Linked DNA regions of Mus musculus: all the other regions are linked to region 4. The links are chromatin contacts, called in public HiChIP or PLAC-seq and promoter capture Hi-C maps. All regions are on one chromosome and are shown on one strand. The core of a region is the stretch at or near the end of the contact, and the rest is flanking DNA. Distances in the headings are between cores, read along the strand shown.

The links. Promoter capture Hi-C pulls out the DNA fragments that hold promoters and counts their contacts. HiChIP or PLAC-seq counts read pairs in DNA pulled down with a chosen protein or histone mark.
Region 1: a contact with region 4 is called in a promoter capture Hi-C map of hippocampal neurons, with 4 times the contacts expected there. The contact joins the enhancer-like site here to the promoter of Fkbpl in region 4. A contact is called at or near these places in 8 of 39 promoter capture datasets (the 3T3-L1 cell line, embryonic stem cells, erythroid cells and 4 more), 5 of 484 Hi-C or Micro-C datasets (cerebellum, cerebral cortex, embryonic stem cells and 1 more), 5 of 115 datasets of contacts at active chromatin or transcription factors (bone marrow-derived macrophages, embryonic stem cells, extraembryonic endoderm stem cells and 1 more) and 1 of 9 other capture datasets (adipose tissue).
Region 2: a contact with region 4 is called in a promoter capture Hi-C map of neural stem cells. The contact joins the promoter of Msh5 here to the promoter of Fkbpl in region 4. A contact is called at or near these places in 8 of 39 promoter capture datasets (the 3T3-L1 cell line, the SN4741 cell line, embryonic stem cells and 5 more), 1 of 15 datasets of contacts at CTCF or cohesin (the NIH/3T3 cell line), 2 of 484 Hi-C or Micro-C datasets (CD8 T cells and embryonic stem cells), 4 of 115 datasets of contacts at active chromatin or transcription factors (embryonic midbrain, extraembryonic endoderm stem cells, microglia and 1 more) and 2 of 9 other capture datasets (liver and pancreatic islet).
Region 3: an H3K4me3 HiChIP or PLAC-seq map of embryonic stem cells shows a contact between it and region 4, with 19 read pairs. The contact joins the promoter of 1110038B12Rik here to the promoter of Fkbpl in region 4. A contact is called at or near these places in 8 of 39 promoter capture datasets (the 3T3-L1 cell line, the HPC-7 cell line, cranial neural crest and 4 more), 1 of 15 datasets of contacts at CTCF or cohesin (the NIH/3T3 cell line), 20 of 484 Hi-C or Micro-C datasets (the Ba/F3 cell line, the G1E-ER4 cell line, the MNK3 cell line and 8 more), 27 of 115 datasets of contacts at active chromatin or transcription factors (the 230-238 cell line, the HPC-7 cell line, the NIH/3T3 cell line and 15 more) and 2 of 9 other capture datasets (adipose tissue and liver).

The regions. Positions count from the first base shown.
Region 1 is chr17:35,146,808-35,149,796 of GRCm38.p6, reverse strand. It overlaps Bag6 (BCL2-associated athanogene 6), which reads right to left. Exons shown (of 26, transcript NM_001372261.1): 25 at 2,894-2,989; 26 at 2,476-2,656. The coding sequence ends at 2,561. It overlaps Prrc2a (proline-rich coiled-coil 2A), which reads left to right. Exons shown (of 31, transcript NM_020027.3): 29 at 3-97; 30 at 197-287; 31 at 396-721. The coding sequence ends at 536. Among named protein-coding and RNA genes, the nearest start is that of Bag6, 13 kb to the right of the region's middle. Within about 2 kb of position 1,361, at least 7 of the 459 cell types and tissues checked have an H3K27ac peak or open chromatin away from gene starts, as enhancers often do.
Region 2 is chr17:35,045,050-35,048,002 of GRCm38.p6, reverse strand. It overlaps Msh5 (mutS homolog 5), which reads left to right and starts at 1,258. Exons shown (of 25, transcript NM_001146215.2): 1 at 1,258-1,303; 2 at 1,616-1,772; 3 at 1,950-2,073; 4 at 2,629-2,709; 5 at 2,827-2,889. The coding sequence starts at 1,629.
Region 3 is chr17:34,950,963-34,953,950 of GRCm38.p6, reverse strand. It overlaps 1110038B12Rik (RIKEN cDNA 1110038B12 gene), which reads left to right and starts at 1,480. Exons shown (of 4, transcript NR_015536.1): 1 at 1,480-1,599; 2 at 1,778-1,815; 3 at 2,026-2,066. It overlaps LOC115488834 (a small nucleolar RNA gene), which reads left to right and starts at 1,876; the gene lies at 1,876-1,938. Snord52 (small nucleolar RNA, C/D box 52) reads left to right here and starts at 2,943; the gene lies at 2,943-2,988.
Region 4 is chr17:34,643,409-34,646,190 of GRCm38.p6, reverse strand. Fkbpl (FK506 binding protein-like) reads right to left here and starts at 1,377. Exons shown (of 2, transcript NM_019873.3): 1 at 1,238-1,377; 2 at 1-946. The coding sequence starts at 931.

The DNA.
Region 1 (2,989 bases), core at 112-2,611, 500 kb before region 4:
AGCTGCACCCAGTAGAACTAAAGCCTTTCCAGGATTACCGAAAGCTGAGCAGCAACCTTGGGGGTCCTGGGTCGTCACGGACTCCCCCATCTGGAAGGTAAACAGGAGTGGGATATCGGCTCTGCATCCCCAGGGACTTTTTTTGAAACATGGGCAGGCCTTGGGTTTACCCTGACCGTCACCTTTCCTCCCTTAGGCCCTTCTCTGGTCTCAATTCCCGTCTCAAGGCCCCACCTTCCACCTACAGTGGAGTATTCCGAACTCAGCGCATTGACCTCTACCAGCAGGTGAAGGAGAGGACCAGTAACACCCCTCTCCCCCCAGCCTAAGTTCGGATCCCCTTCTGAGCTCCTGAAGGATCGCTGACTTACTCTTCCATATATACCTATCCTCAGGCTTCCCCACCAGATGCCCTGCGCTGGATGCCGAAGCCTTGGGAACGGGCAGGGCCACCTTCTCGAGAAGGGCCTCCCCGAAGAGCAGAGGAGCCTGGGTCCCGGGGGGAGAAGGAGCCTGGATTGCCCCCACCCCGCTGAGGGAGTTCCCCTTGACCCCCATCCCCGGGGCTTGTATATAGATTATAAATATATAAGGGGGAAAGGGGTGGGTGGGGAGGGGTTGTGGGTCTGGAGTCTCACTTCCCCTCTTCTCCTCCCCTAGTCCCCTATCCCTGGGGCCGTTTGTTAAAAAAGAATAATAAAAGAATTTTAAAAAAAAAAAAGGGGGGAAAGTCATGGGTGGGGGATTAACTGTAATGTTTTACACTAAGTAGTGGGTTCAATAAGTTACCTGTTAATTACTTCAGGGTTCCAGAGTTAAGAGTTTGGGTGAGGTCAGTGGGTGCCTGTCTTAGGGTTTCTTTTGCTATGACCAATCAACTCTAACAAATCACACTCCAGTGACACTTCCTCCAACATATGAGCGTATGGGCACCATTTTCATTCAAACCATCACATTCCACTCCCTGGCCACCACTAGCTTGTAACCATATGAAAAACACACTCGGTCCAACTTTGAGAGGCCTGTAGTCATCAGTCTGAACTGTGTTTACAAGTCCAAAGTCAATTCTGACATTCCTTGCAATCTCCTTGCTGTAACCCCTGTAAAAAGGCAGATCATGTTTTCAACATACAGTGGCATAGAATATAATTACCATTCTGAAAGAGTGCATAGCGAGGGAATATTGGGCCAACGTTAGAACAAAAATCAGCTAGTCAAACTCCAAAATCTGTCTCCCATGTCTGATGTCAAAGCCTTTCAGATCGTCCCAACTCCATTTAACTTACTGGCAGCAACACACTCCTCTGGCTGGTTCTACTCCCTCTTAGTAGCTTTCTTCATCCCTCCACTCTGGCATCACCAAGATCTTGGCATTCCCCAAGGCAATCTATTTCCACAGCTTCACAAGGCTTCTCTAGGCCTCCATGCACACACTCCCTCCCAATCCCCAGGAGGAGATAATAAACCAGAACCAAAGCTGCCAAGCTCTGCTGTTTGTTGGGGCTAGGACACCTTTCTAAATCACAGAACCAACGTTCTGTGGTTTTGGTTTCCCTTGCTGCCTAAGCTTGGCTGTCCTTGAAAACTGCCTGCCTTTTGGGGAGCTTAGCTGGGAGGGGTCTTGCTCAAAGGCCACCACTCCCTTTATTTCCACTTGGCATCAAACTATCATTCTCAACACTTTCAGGTCCTAAATAGTAGTTTGTATTTTCCTTTCTCAGCTTGCTTATTCTCATATCTGCGTTAAGTGTGGGCACTAATAACCAAGCAACAGTCAATACTAGGCTGTCTGAAAATTGCCTTTCAAAGGTAAGGTGAGTCTTCAGTTTAGTCTCAAGAATTTTTTTTTTTTTTTTTTGGCTTTTGAACAAGGGCAGAAAGCCACATTATCACATAAAACCAGACCCCCCACACATAGTTTAAATGACCCTCAGAACCACTGTCTAACATGCTCCTAGCATGGCCCATTAAACCACAATGCATTCAGTTGCTTTTCCAAAACCAATCAGGTCTATCTTGGGGAAACTGGTCTGTACTTCTGACCTAGTTAGGGTTTCTATTGCTGTGAAGAGGGCAGCTACTCATAAAAACATTTAATTAGGGTTAGCTTACAAGTTGAGAGGCTTAGCCCTTTATCAGCATGGTACTCCAAGCTTTGTACATGTGGATCAGCAGGCAACAAAGACTTGAGCTTCTGCAACCTCAAAGCCCCAGTAAAACTTTAAAGGCCACACCTATTACTGCCACCTGCAGAACCATTCTGCCTCCCAGGTTCCAGGTTTCCACCCGGCCTTTCATGTTCCAGAGGTTAAAGCGAGGGCTCTTAGGGCTGGTAGAGGAGCATGGGTTTCACAGAACGCTATTTAAGCCTCAACTGATGACACCCCATAAGGAGAATATGATGTGATGTGTGTGTGTGTAGCTAGGTTTCTATGGAACATTTGAAGAAACCTGTAAAGAAAAGGTACTCGAAACTACTAGGCAAAGGAGCCAGGAAAATCCGACTTTTATTTCTTAAATACTGTGAAGGAAGGGGGGAAGTGGTCCCCTGGTGAGAAAGCTAGGGGTCATCAGCAAATGCCCGATGGGCATTAGGGAAGCGCTGGGGGCTGTAGTTGGGATCTTCCTGCAGTCGTTTTTGGATATCAGACCGGAGCTAGAAAGAAAACACAAGCAGGTCAGGAGCAGCCCTGGTTTCAGACCTATGATCCCAGAAAGCACAAAGACCAACCCTTAGGAAATACGTTCCCCACCAGCCATGCTGGCAAGCCCAATATGAGATTGCTAAGCCTTCCCAAATGCCACAAGGAAAACCCTGACCATCAAGGGAAGCAGGATCCTGGCCCAACCCCTCCCAACAGACCATCCCTATTCTGCTGCAAAGTGGGGGCACCTGCTGCCTGTAGCTCTCCTGAACCTCTGGTGCCTCCAGGTCCCGGCTCAGGCTCTCGGGGCTTGTCAGGGGCCGAGCTCCGGCTGCCTTAGCTGC
Region 2 (2,953 bases), core at 9-2,508, 400 kb before region 4:
CTGAGCTCCCACTTCTTCTTTCTCCAGCTCTTCTTTTCTTCTGCTGCCTTCTCTTCCTGGGTCTGATCCCTTCCTCTTCTTGGTAAACCAGTCCCTAATCTCTTCATACCCCAGAATGGAAGGTGTGTCCCTCTCTGCCACTCCCCAGAGCTGTCACCAATAACCTCTTCCAGGTTTCCATAACTCCATTGCTCAATAATTTGCCAAGAGTAACCATTAACCCAGCCCTTAGACCTGCTCCCCTTTGGAGATGATTTTTCCAGTCGCTGATCAGCAGAGCCAGGTCACCTCATGCCATTTCTGAACCTCAGGCAGGATCTTAGTTTAGTGTAGCTAGGACAGTTTTTAAAAAATTATGTGGTGTGTGAGTGTGAGTGTGAGTGTGTGTGTACAAGCAGCACAGGTATGGAGGACAGAGGACAATCTGGGTACAAAATTGAAGGTACTTTTACCTGCTAAGCCAGCACTGAAGTTTTTGTTTGTTTGTTTATTGTTTTGTAAAGTATGGTTTTTTTTCTTTCCCTCAGAAACTCCTTCCTTCTCCTTCTTTCCCATCCAGATGGATCATCAGTCAGAGATACCCTGTGTCCTTAGGGGTGAGAGGACTGTAGTATGGTTGTATGTGTTCTAATTAGGTCTACTTTCAGAATTTAGTGTCTTTCAGATACTTATACTTCCTCTTCAGGGGTTCCAAAATAATCAAGCCCCGTGTTGCTCCTGTGGTTGGTGATCATCTCCTGCAATCAGGAAACAGGCAAAGTAGGTCTGAAACAGGAGTTAGTTCTTACTTCCACTTATTTATTTAAAACACTCATGTAGCGCTTACTTTGTTTGCTGGGCACTGTTCTGAGTTTTTTATAAATATTAACTTAGTGGGTACAAATATTAACGGAGTTGTTGCTGTTGGCACAGGTTGAATTAATGTTGCTTCTCTCCACTCTTCAGGAAGGAGGAAGACTGCCTCTGGCCCTTTAAGGTCGGCCTCCGGGCTCTGGCCTTCTCCACCGTGGCCCAGACCCTTTTTCCAGGCGGGGACCTTAGTTTAGGGCGGGCTCCGCCCAACATCAATCAAAGCTCTGCGACACGGCTGCTTAGCAACGGCAGAGGGCGGGAATTTTGAACACTCTAGCACCGCCCCCAATGCAAACGGACCAATCGACATCTAGCGTCCTCACCGCCTTCCCGTTGGATGGCTAAGCAGACCCTTTCAGCCACTAAGGGGGCGGGGCGAGCGCGCGCGGCCCACGCCTACAGGCTGCAGGCTTGCGGCGGTTGGTCAGGGAGGTGGATCGTCGCGGCTGAGGTGACGGAAAAGGCGGGAAAGTGCTGCGAATTGGCGGCTCCAGTGGGGTGGGGGTGGGGGAGGGGGTGGGGGTGGGTCAGGAGAGCGCGCTGCGGCTGTAAGGGCGTGGGTGGCGGGAGAGACTTGACGTGACAGCGCGCTCCGTCAGAGCTTCCAAAGCACGGCTTCGAGTGACAGGAATGAGGGTGGGACAGTAGCTCGGAGCTGCTCCCAACCTAAAGGGGCAGCCCCCGCGCCTGTCCCCTGAAAGCCCGCGCACCAGCCGCCTGCTGAATGCTGCTTTTGGACCTCCTTCCCCTCCCATGTCCTCAGAGTCGCCGAGCCCATGGCTTTCAGAGCGACCCCAGGCCGGACGCCGCCGGGACCCGGACCCAGATCCGGAATCCCCTCAGCCAGCTTCCCCAGCCCTCAGCCCCCAATGGCGGGGCCTGGAGGTATCGAGGAAGAGGACGAGGAGGAGCCCGCCGAGGTGTCCGCGGAGTTGGGAGGGCTGGGAGAGGCTGAGCCGACCCCGTTTCACGTTGACTAAACTCCCCATGAGTGCCTATCTCCGAGATTTGGTTAAATGATTAATAATAAGGGATGACCAATCCATGCCCTTCCGAGGGATTCAGATATCGATCCCCTTTCCTTCCTCGCGGGACAGATCCATCTGTGCGTGCTGTGGAGCTCGGGATACCTGGGCATTGCTTACTATGACACTAGTGACTCCACTATCCACTTCATGCCAGATGCCCCAGACCACGAGAGCCTAAAGCTTCTCCAGAGAGGTGCGACAGAGCCCTGCATTCCTCTCCTCTGGGGTGGGACGTGTGTTCACTCATACATCCTCATGTAGTTTATAGTCACCTGATTTAGGAATTACTTATTCAACACAACTTTATTAGGTACCTACTGTATGTGAAATGCTACAGATTTTGTCCCTGGCAAACCATGATTTTAGTGATAGTTTCCAGGACACTCTTGTTCCTTCCCACCGTGCCTTTACTAAGTCTCCTCCACTGCGCTCCCAGTGTGCAGACCATCCCTTACAGACATAAAATAACTTTAGTTTGGTTTTGGTTTTTTTTTGAGACAGGGTCTCACTATGTACTATGTGGCTCTGGTTTATCCTGAAACCTATTGTGTAGATCAGGCAGATTTTGATTTCATGGAGATTCCCCTGCCTCCCAAGGGCTGGGGTCAAAGGCATGTGTCACCATGCCTGGCTAAGATGATAAATTCTTGAGGAGAACAGACAGTGGCAGGAAGAGAGCCACCACTTTCCTCTTAGTCACAGTGGAGATATCCTTCGACTCATCAGGCACCTTCCTTCTCTCTTCAAGTTCTGGATGAAATCAACCCCCAGTCTGTTGTCACAAGTGCCAAACAGGATGAGGCTATGACTCGATTTCTAGGGAAGCTTGGTAAGGATTGCATAGAGAAGGGGAAATGGAAATAGACTACTAAATCTTTGGCTGGGAGGGAGCATGGGACAATGACAGGCCTGAACTGTACAAGACTGTGGCCTCTTGCCTCCACAGCCTCCGAGGAGCACAGAGAGCCAAAGGGACCTGAAATCATACTTCTGCCAAGCGTGGATTTTGGTAGCTCCTTCCTTTTATGTTACCAGCCCCCATCCCAGGGCCTCTGTCCTTTCTCTGAAAGGAG
Region 3 (2,988 bases), core at 231-2,730, 310 kb before region 4:
TTTGTTTTTTGAGACAGGGTTTCTCTGTGTAGCCCTGGCTGTCCTGGAACTAACTCTGTAGACCAGGCTGGCCTTGAACTCAGAAATCTGCCTGCCTCTGCCTCCCAAGTACTGGGATTAAAGGCATGTGCCACCACTGCCCGGCTACTATAGGATTCTTAGATTTTAAATTTTAGTTATGTTCTGAGGCACTATCTCATCACTGCGTAGCCCAGGCTGGCCTTGAACTCAAAGAGATCTACCTGCCCCTGCCTCTCAAGTGCTAGGATTAAAGTTGTGCACCACTGCTTCTGGCTAAAATGTATTTTAAAATGAAGATAGAGAAGCGTATAGTGCCTTGCACATGTAATTTCAGCATTTAGGAAAAGGAAGTAGGAATGTTGACCGTCATGGTACAGAATTGCTGTCTCAAAAAAAAAAAAAAAGACAAAGGGGCTGGAGCAGTGGCTCAGTGGTCAGGAGCACTTACTGATCTTTCTAAGGACCTGGCTTCAGTTCCCAGCACCTATCACCAGGTGGCTTACAACTTCCTCTAACACACATAGACACAAATACAATCAATCTAAAAATATTTCTTAAAAGCTGGCCAGTGGTGTTGTATGCCTTTAATCCCAGCACTCAGGGCAGAGGCAAGTAGATATCTGTGAGTTCGAGGCCAGCCTAGTCTACAGAGCAAGTTCCAGGACAGTCAGGGTTACACAGAGAAACCCGGTCTTGAAACCGACCCCCCCCCCCTCTCTCTCTCTCTCTCTCTCTCTCTCTCTCAACATAGTAGTGTGTCACGCCTGTAATTGTAGGCATGGTTGGAACCCATCTTAGACTATGAGCCAGATGTGTGTTTGTGTGTGTGTGGCTTTTATCCCCCTTTAAATAAAAATGTTGGGGCTGGTGAGATGGCTCACCAGTTAAGAGCACTGGTTGCTTTTCCTGAAGTCCTGAGTTCAATTCCCAGCAACCAAATGCTCGTGACCATGTATAAGGGAATCTGATGCCCTCTTCTGGCACGCACGTGTACATGCAGCAGAGCACTCAGTAATCTTTTTTTTTTCTTTTTTTTTTCTTTTTAACGGAGAGCAGAAGCTGAGGTGCAAATTCAGATTTTTCTGCTAGGTGTAGGCAATATGAGTCCTCCTGGGTAGACTGGATCCAAACATGAGTACAGAATCCGCAAAGCCATAAGCCTAAAGGAGACCAAAGAGCTGACCTATCCTGTAGGAGCTCCAGGGTCTTTACCCAATCTTGGCCGATTAGGCTGCCTGTTTCTTTCTTTCTTTTTTTTTTTTCTTTCCTTTGGATTGGTAGTTTATCAAATTGTCGTCATATACATGATTCTCTACTTAGGACAGTAAGAAACATGATTCCTCTTTGTTCCCTTCGCATTTGTCAGCGCGATCAAGTCAGGCATATGAGAAGACGACTATGTCCGTCAGGACCCCCGGGCCAGGCGTGGGTATAAATGGCCGAGGCGGGCGGCACACGGGTCTCTTTGTGCACCCGCCCACACGGTTTGCCGTGTTTTCACCCTTCTTTGTTCTCCACCGGTCTGGGCAGGGTCTGAGGACTCCGGAGAGCAAGGCATGGGTCCGCCTCGTGCCGCAGGTATCCTGGGGTCCTGTGGGGAGGGCTCTGCGGTGTGGGGCCGGGTATGATGACCCACATTTACAGACTAGAGTTTCTGATGTCCACGTGACGCCACTCCTTGTAACTGACCCAGGCCGGGGTGGGGGCTGCAGGCCGGGGTCTCTACGACCTGTGCTCATTCAATGATCTCTTCCAGGTTCCTGGCCCACGCCAGCCGTACCCAGTAGCACAATGGTAAGCGCATGCTGGCGAGAGGTAGGCGGTGTGAGGAGGGGCTGGTTTCGGGGAGAGGACAGTAATGATGATTTCTGGTGATTCTGAGTGTCTCGCTGACGCCATCACCGCAGCGCGCTGACCGTCCCCGGGTCCAAAATCGGCAGTGGCGTGGGTTTTGAGTGGCCTAGAGTTCTGAGTAATTTACCTCTGTGTCTTGCTTTCTGGTAGGGATTTGAGGACACACGCCAGCTGCCTACACCTGAAGAAAGGTTAGTCTTAGGTTTCACTGGCATGCTTGTCTCTTGGCTTGACTTTTTGGAAGGGGTGGATTCGAGACAGGGTTTCTCCATGTAGCCCTGATCTCAGATCCGCCTGCCTCTACTCTCTGGAATTAAATGCATACAGCACCACCGACTGGCCCTTGTTTTGTTCTTAATATCCTGCCTGCATTAGCCAGTCTCCAAGCAAGCTACCACCCAGCCATCTTTTTGTTTTTAGATCTTAACTAATCTCCCTAACTCTAAATCTATGGTGGATCCAGGAGCTGCCTTGATTATTTCTTGTGCCTTTAAGTTCTGTATGCTAGTCCACGGCAGTGGGTCTCAGCCTTCCTGAGGGCCTTTAATGCAGTTCCTCGGGCTGTGATGTTCCTAACCATCGGTTTTATTTTCCTTGTATCTTCATAACTAAAGTTTGCTATTGTGATAACACAGGCTGTCCTGTCTGGGACCCCTATGTAAGGGTTCCTTGGTGACACAGGTTGAGAGCCACTGTTTTAGACTATGCTTTTGGGTATTTAGACGGGCTCTCAATTCAGGATGGCCTTAGTCCTGGCTCCAACCACCTTTTTTTTTTTTTTTTTAAGATTTAGATGTTTGTGAGTACACTATTGCTGTCTTCAGACACACCAGAAGAGGGCGTCAGATCCCATTACACATGGTTATGAGCCATCTCTCCGGCCCATGCCACCTTTTTTCGTTAAAGGTTTTAGCAGTTAAATTTCAGTCCCCAGGAGTTTTGGCTTTATATAGCTCTGCAACAGTCCGAAGCCTAACTACACACACTGGCTACCGCATCCTGTGTCTATCGGATTGACATTCCCTGGGTGGTACCCTAGGTTCTGGTCTCCCTCAATTGAGAGTGATGATTTCACAGACTAGAGTCTCTGACGCTGTCCTTGATGTCAGCTAT
Region 4 (2,782 bases), core at 128-2,627:
GCACTTTCTTGAAATCAGCAGTGGCTTTTTCCAAGTCCCCGAGGGCAGCCCGAGCAACCCCCCTTCGGTATAAGGCCTTTAAATGGCCCGGCTCCCGCTCCAGCACTCGGTCACAGCTCTGGGCTGCCAACTGGGGGTGTCCTAGCAGCAACTGGCAGGCAGCCAGATTGGCATAAAGGGTAGTTCGTTCGGGAGGGCCGGGTGGGGGCAACGTCAGCAGCAGTCGGAGAGCCCGTCCATAGCATCGGGCAGCCCCTTGAGGGTTCCCAGCTCGAAACAGTTCTGTACCCCTTCTGTGTTCTTCTTTGGCCAGAGCCTCCTTCTCCATAGCCTCCATCTCCCAGGAGTCCCGGCCATTGGTGAAGGAATCCAGTCTGAGTTTAGCAAGAGGTGCAGAGGATCCAGGAAGGTGAATCTTTGCCTCCTCACCTTGACGCATAGACTCCAGGCATTTTTCCATGAGTTCCCCCCACATTTTTTCCCTCCATTGTCCTATGCCTATGGTTAGTTCTGTCCAGCCCTCTGGCATCCCAGATCCAAAAGGAAATCCCAAAGCCAACACTTGGCATTTGGAGCCTAGCTTGGGTTTGTCTAAGCCATGGCCAGGGACTATGATCTTCTTTACAAAACTCCCATCAGGACAGTACCAAAGATCAGAAGCTTGGAGGTGCTCTGCCATCTCATTGGTTGAGACTTGAAATTGATCAGAGTCACCTTCAAATCCAGCCACGGGATGTTCAATCTCTTGAGTCTCTACAATTTGATTGGCTGGATCCGGTCTCACTCCCACCTTCAGGGCTTCAGGGAGAAGACCTGGGGACCGCTGCCTAAACGGAATGGCTGTATTTAAGATTTGCTGGGCGTTCTCTTCCCGCTGCTGCGGCTGAGCGGTGTTCTTCTCGTTCATTGGGCTGATAGGTGAGGTCTCCATTGGATCTCCTGATCCCTTCCACAACAGATAAAGGAAAGAACAGTTTAGTCTGGAAAGTGATGGGTCAAGTGTAGTTCAGACCTGAGCAGGTGAAAAAAACAAACAAACAAACAAACAAAAAACCGAAACCATGTAAATTCCAGAATTCCTAGTTAAGACTCCTCGTAGTGCTAAAAGTTTCTCCTTTTTTTCCCCCCTTCCCAAGCTAGAATCCACCCAGGTCTAGTTTAGAACTATAAATTCTGTAATTCCCCATGGTTCGGGTAGTCGCCCCAACTATGGGCACTTGACCGGGTCAAAAAGTACCTGAGAGACCAAGGAGCATAGCAGGACGGCCTAAGTCACAGTTGTTGCATTGTGTATGATGTTGAGGCCTGGAAGGGCAGCCTGGGAGCAGCTGAGAGTCTCTATCAGCTCTCGAGCCCTCAGAGACGGAGAAGCTAGTCCCTAACACGACGGCCAATCAGGAGCACGAAGAGGTTCCTTGTCCCGCCTCTATGGTGACGCCATTTCCCTAGCAACCGTGAAGCGCCATACCTTAGCAACCGGACTAGACCTAAGCAATAGAATTAGCCAAATCGAACCGAGGTTGACAAAGATCTGGCTGACTGGTTTAGTCAAAATGTAAAAAGGCCAGAAATGGGAAACTTGGGCTGAGGAAGAGAGAGCAGTGGTAGAGAGCTTTACCAAGCATGCGTAAAGACCCTAAGTTCGAGCTTCAGTTCAAATGTAAAGGCTGAGATTTTAGCTGCTTTCAGACCCTCCCCTGTTATTATACCCAAATTCAGAGATCTTAGCTGAAATCAACCCCTGTCCATTTTGGCTCATCCTTGATTGACTTTTGCCACATATCCATCATTGCCCTTCAACTGAGCCCCCTGATCCAGAATCGTAGTGTTTTTCAAACTCGAATGAGCATGTCCATCATGAGAAAATATATTAAATTGCAGACCTGGATTTCGAAACTCTCAGATGGAGCCTGCGATTCTTGGATAGTGCTCCAGCCCGCTAGCAGTGTGATCCCTCAGTGACCTCATTCCGCACCAGCTTAGTTTGTCCTATATATTTCGTGTGTAACTGGTATCCCATGCTCCAGTGAGAGGAGCGGCAGAGAACAGCTCTCCTCCTCCCTACAGAAGGTGTAGATAGATCCCGTTTGTGACTCAGCCTTGCTGGGCAAACTGCCTGCACCGGCTGGACCAGCACAGTTCTTCCGGGAACGAGAACCCCTTATTATCTAAGCACCTTACTTTGGCATATGTTGTTCTTGGTGTTATTGACAGGGTCATGTGTATCCCTTGCTGGCCTGGAACTCTATGTAGAAGAGGATGCTGGGACCACGGGCATGCCCCACTGTGCCTGATTTATGTGGTACTGTGGATCACACCCAGAGCTTCATTGATGATACAGGGTAAAAGAAATACTGACAAGCTTTACACTGATTAGAATATAAAAAGAATACGTGTACTAACAAACGTCCTCGGAGATATTAAATAAATAATTAAACCAAGAGGCTCTGACCCAACTCTTACTTAAACATACATAGCCTACAAACGAGCTTTGCGTAGCAGTTTAGGAAGACAAGTAAATAGTTACACACCTGAATTCATTGAAATCTAAGTGTCTTTTGCCCTTTGGAGCCACTTGTTTGTCGGAAACTCTCCTCTTACCAGGCTTTGCTAACCTGCCTTGGAAAAGTGACCTTGGGCTTCAACTTGCTCAGAAAGTGAAGTTGGTTTAAGGATAATAGAAACTGCTGGGCTTCCTAATGACACAGAAAAGTGTAGCCAGGAGATCAGGAAGGCTGCCATCTGCCTTTGTAAATCTGCTTGACTGCCCAGAGAATGTAAT